Linked DNA regions of Anas platyrhynchos: region 2 is linked to region 1. A link is a contact called in public Hi-C data. All regions are on one chromosome and are shown on one strand. Each heading gives the region's core, a stretch centred on a gene start, on an enhancer-like site or on the middle of the called end of the contact. The rest is flanking DNA. Distances are from core to core; before and after follow the strand shown.

Region 1 (2,583 bases), core at 53-2,552:
AAGGAGAGTCAACATTCTTTTAGCTGTTTGCTCTGGCAGCTCCTCTCTGATGTCAACAATATGCTACATAGTTGTAAATAAACAAATAAACAGTATTTGTTCAAATCATGTTAATTAACTGGTAACATTAAAAGAATTGACTTCATCTACTTTTCATATGATACATCAATGAAGTGAGATGTTCCATACAGAACATTCTTTTTTATCACCAAGCTCTGATTCTCTTTAACAGATTTTTCTCCTACATGTGTATTTAGGTAATTTTATTCTAGGCATATGTTCTCCCTGCTCACAGGACCGCTTCTATATAGACAAACCATCTGCTTCCACCAAGGAAGTCTGGGATCCTACCAGACCAGGGCACATATATCTGTACCCCATGTACGTGAATGAACCCTCTGATCTCATACACACCTTTGGTAGCCTCGAGGCTGAGGCAGTTAACAACTCGATATCTATCGCAAGTGAGAAATCACAAGGCTCAGTTCTTGATCAGTCACTACCCTGTGTAAGTGCGCAAGACACAGCCTGACTTTTGACTTAAGAATGGAGTCATTGTCAGTCTGAAGCAATGTAAGATCTGTGTCCTGATTCCCAAGATAAAATATAGTCATCAGACTCTAGGGGGCAAGGGTCCAGTATCCCTGGCCCAAGAACCATTTGCTTGTTTGCCAAAACCACGTTGATGTAGAGACAAAAAGGATTCTTGCCAGGCACATTTATTTCCAGGAAGATTCATACAAGCTATTTTGGTAAACCAAACATGCCACAAGGAACACGGAGCCAGACCTAAATAAAAGCATTCAGCGCAGTTTCTGTGACGAGCCCATCCGTGACGCTTGCAGTTCCCCAGGCCTGAGCAGCTCCGATTGCCCCCCTTACCTTCGGGTCAATCTCCCCCAGCACATCACTGAGCAGCTGCAAGAGCTGCACGGACTCCAAGGAGTCAAACGTGATCAGATTGTAGCTCTTCCTGAAGGGCTCCTGATTGAGCTTCTCAACAATGAACTGCATTTGGTCACTCATGGTGGCGGCCGGGCCGAGCCTCGGCGGCGGGGCCGGAGGTGATGTGAGGAGGCCTCGGCGGGACCGGGGGAGGGCTGACAGGGGCAGCGGGGCCAGGCACCACCTCAGCGAGGATTTTGGCAGCCCCACGGCTCCGAGGGAAGGGCCGGGACCCTCGGAGACCCTCGGGGTGCAGCGCCCTGAGGCGCCGGGGCCGCCTGGGCCTTCACCTCCCCTCAGCGCCTCCCGGTTACCATGGTAACGGTTGCCAGGCCGGGGCGATGACGTCACTTCCGACGCTGCCGCGCGCGCGCTTCAGCCAAGGCGCCGGGACGGCTGAGAGCGGGAGGGGGCTGCGCATGCGCAGAGTGGCGCGGGGCGCTGGTGGAATGTATTCACCTTTTAACGCGTATAATTAGCACCCCGGTGTATTAGGGGGATGCTGTGGCGTGTAGATGTATAAACGCATTGCTGCAGTTACCCAGTTAGGGTTTCTGGCGGTCGTTGGCACAATAAAACGATGGGAAATGGCGCTGGTGTCCGTGACTGGAATGGTTGTCTCAGTTCTGTGGAGGAAAGCACGGGGGATCTGTGTGGAAAATGGGGCGCTTCGTGAGGGGGGAATGGCAAATTATGTCCTTGGGTTGCCAGTGTGCCTCAGCAGAGCAATAAGCACACAGTCAGTGTGAGCAATACCACATCTGAACGAGGACAGGCGCTTCAAAAATACCAAACAATCAAAAATAGACTCCGGAGCTTGTTCATGAAAGTGGTATCTCCAATTTGCACATTTTTTTAATTGCAGATCCTTCAAAAATCACATTTAGACCTTAAATAGGTGGATTTTGGAGCCTCTGCTACTACAATTAGCTTTTTGGATTGTCTTAGAAACCCACGTGAGTCCACAGATGATGGAGTAAAATATGCAGTGAGTCATATTAAATTGGTGCCAATTGAAATGCACAGGTTGTAAATCACTGCGGAATTTTATTCAGTAAATAGCAATCATAAATGTAACGCTTTGCAATTCTAAGTACTGCGTCTATCTTAGATTAGCTCCTTTCTTCTTTCTGAGGAATATAAAATGCTTCATAAAATCCTAATTTACTGATCTTCTCTGAGAGCCTGAAAAGTGACACTACATTGCTGTCCTAGCTTTTAACTGGATAAACTCCGTCACAGAGGGGATGGATGAGGAGCTTTTGATTGCGCATGAAAGCCAGGAACATAATCCGAGTCTCCTGACTGCTGGATTTGAACTTTAAAAACCAGATCATGTTTCCTCTGTGCTTTCAGGCTGTATACTGACCTTTAGGAATCGTATCTACCTACAAGTTCCCAGAAGAGATCTACTTTCCCTTGTCATGCTTTCCTGGTATCAGTTACGCTTTTCTTCTGATGAGTATTTTGAGCATATAGAATACACAGAGGGAGCAAATGAGAAGGGTATTTCCCATGGAGGCACTGGGGACCAGTTCTGCTCCCTGTAGACTGCACAGAAAGGTAATAGGAAGTGGCAGACCCACGGATCCTGGGCAGTACTTCCTTAATGCTGGAGAAATGCCATGTTTCTGCAAA
Region 2 (2,583 bases), core at 50-2,549, 140 kb before region 1:
GTGCTTAATAAAAGATTTCTAATGTGCTGTTTCAGATGCAGGCTGCTTTATTATCAGTGGCTACAGCTAGCATTTAAAACAGGGCTTTTGTTTAGACAGGAGAAATGTGTGTGCCTGGGGGCGTATGTAATTGCTCTGCTGGCTAGAGTCTCAGTATCACGTGTTAAAGTACAGTGATTTTTACCTTTTTTCAATAAACTTAGCTTGTAATTAATGTGATAACTGCTTTATGTCTTATGGATAGCTTTCAAAGAAATAAAATCAAAATTTTGGTGAAAAAGCCATCATTATTGTGTAATGGTAAAGTAATCAGAAGTGAATCATTCGTATTATAAACAAGATTAATGCAGGGGCTGTGGTCTCCAGCAACGTCCTGATTATTTAACATCTTTTTCAGAGCAGTGCTTCCTTGTACTAAAACATCTTCAAAGAGTAATGCAGGCAGATTACATACAACTTAGTCCAAGGCTGCCTTTGTGATGGCAGATTTGGACAAACAATGAGCTCGATAGTAGCAAAAATTGTTTTGATCAATCTGATGGCTTCCTGAAGATCTGCAAATGTGAGTTTGTTTTATTTTCTAAACAGAAAATTGCAGTTAGTGGCAAAACATTGTGGCAATGCTTGTTTCATTGCCACCATATAGCACCAACACACTTTGTGTTCCTTAACATTGGGCTGCTTGGCACAGTCACTGAGAGCTGTGGTGGCCTTGAGCTGACAGCTCCTCCTGCTGTTGGTGGCAGTAGAGTAGCCACGTTCTACATTTCGCACATTTTACTCCCTTTCACAGTAGAAAAGGGAGTGGAAAAAATCAAGCTGATGTAAGAAAAAAATCCCAACATGTCTGTTTCATCTTATTGCTGTGAGGTCGACCCTCTGAGAGGCAGTTCCATGCCTCATAGTTAATGGTGGCACAAGTTAAAGCATTTCTTCTGCTCGTGTCCCAGAAGAAACCTGGATTTTAAAGGGTCTTTCTTCTCAGTTGTCTATTTTTACAGGCAGAACCTCCGAGACTTCTGTCACACTTAGCTGCCACAGCCAACAGTTAATGAAGTTTGGGGAGAAAATTCGGTTTTGAGAGAAAAACGGCTGGGTTTAAGAGCTCTGCAAACGCAGAATCTAAATCTTTTTACACAAAACACTACTGAGCTGGGGAAGTCCTCTTCCAGTCCCCTACGACACAGTGCCCAGCCTGAGGCAAACCTCCCTGTTCCCGTCCCCCGCCCGCCCCTCAGCCGACTGAGGGAAGGCGGCGCTGCGCGGGCGGAGCTATCGGGGGGCCTTGGCCCCGCCCGCGGGCTGCCCCGCCGAGCGCCTGTCAGGGCAGCGGCGGAGGCGGCGTCGTGTGAGGGGCCTGCGGCGGCGCCATTTTGAAGCGGCGGCGGCGGCCCCGCTCCCTTCCGAGTCCCCTCACTGTCCTCTCCCGGTCTCTTTTCGGTCCCTTCCCGGCCCCGTTTCTCCTTGCCGTGCCCTCCCGCCGCCGTCATGAGCGTGGTGGAGCACGTCCGGGAGATGGCCTCCGCCGGGCTCCACTCGAACGTGCGGCTCCTCAGCGGGCTTCTCCTGACGATGAGCGGCAACAACCCGTGAGTGGCCCTCCCGCCGGCGGCTGAGGGGGAGGCCCGCGGGGAGCCTGGGGGCAGGAGGCGAGGAGGAGGAGGGCTCAGTGTTAGGGCTCTCCCTAACTCCCTAAAGAGTTGTTTGAGGTAGTAATTAACGCCGGAATCCCCTTCTGAAATCCTCACAGTTCATCGTTGTGAGGGGTTGTACCTGTTACCCAGGGGCCCTCCCAGTGCAGCAAGGGAGCAGCAACAGCTGGGAGTTGAAGGCAGACAAAGCAAGCTTCACATGCTTTGGAATCCCTTTGGCTCTTAGCTGAACTCAGTCTGTTTGCGTTTTTTCCTAGGGAACTGTTTTCACCATCTCAGAAATACCAACTCCTCGTATATCACGCGGATTCTCTTTTCCATGATAAGGAGTATAGAAATGCTGTCAGTAAGTACACGATGGCCTTGCAGCAGAAAAAGGCTTTAAGTAAAACTTCAAAAGTAAGACCTTCTACTGGGAATGCTGCATCAACCCCCCAAAGCCAGGTATTTAAAAACTGACTAATGTGCTGCATAAAATGATCACCATCCCTCTGTTCAGTTAATGTTATTGATTTAATGATGTAGTGTTAAATTGTGGATTTATCATGTCAAATAAACCTATTTTCTAATGAAAACCTTAATATGGTCCTGGAACATGAGGTTTTTTTATACATGCAATTCATGCTTTTTGAAGACATGAGAACCAACGGTCAGTTGCATTTTTAATTTTCTTGCACTAGACTTTTCTAACATACTGTAAACGTTTAATGAGGAGATGTTATTTACGTTTTTTAATGTGACTTTAATGTGCTTTAATGTTTGTGTTTTATTTCAGTGTTTACCATCTGAAATTGAAGTGAAATATAAAATGGCTGAATGTTACACGATGCTGAAGCAAGATAAAGATGCCATTGCTATTCTGGATGGGATTCCTTCCAGACAGAGAACCCCAAAGGTTTGTTCTGGCAGATGTTTGTCACAAGTCCTTGGT

Evidence for each region. Hi-C and Micro-C count contacts between places; a contact is called where the count stands out from the background.
Region 2: a contact with region 1 is called in a Hi-C map of subcutaneous adipose tissue, with 2.3 times the contacts expected there. The contact joins the promoter of ANAPC7 here to the promoter of IFT81 in region 1. A contact is called at or near these places in 4 of 8 Hi-C or Micro-C datasets (liver, skeletal muscle, small yellow follicle and 1 more).

Annotation. Positions count from the first base shown.
Region 1 is chr16:3,008,911-3,011,493 of IASCAAS_PekinDuck_T2T, reverse strand. IFT81 (intraflagellar transport 81) reads right to left here and starts at 1,302. Exons shown (of 18, transcript XM_021277952.4): 1 at 883-1,302; 2 at 1-63. The coding sequence starts at 1,026. It overlaps P2RX7 (purinergic receptor P2X 7), which reads left to right and starts at 2,079. Exons shown (of 14, transcript XM_072024610.1): 1 at 2,079-2,508.
Region 2 is chr16:3,147,422-3,150,004 of IASCAAS_PekinDuck_T2T, reverse strand. It overlaps ANAPC7 (anaphase promoting complex subunit 7), which reads left to right and starts at 1,299. Exons shown (of 11, transcript XM_027469814.3): 1 at 1,299-1,589; 2 at 1,910-2,096; 3 at 2,428-2,547. The coding sequence starts at 1,489. It overlaps ARPC3 (actin related protein 2/3 complex subunit 3), which reads left to right. Exons shown (of 7, transcript XM_027470218.3): 7 at 1-34.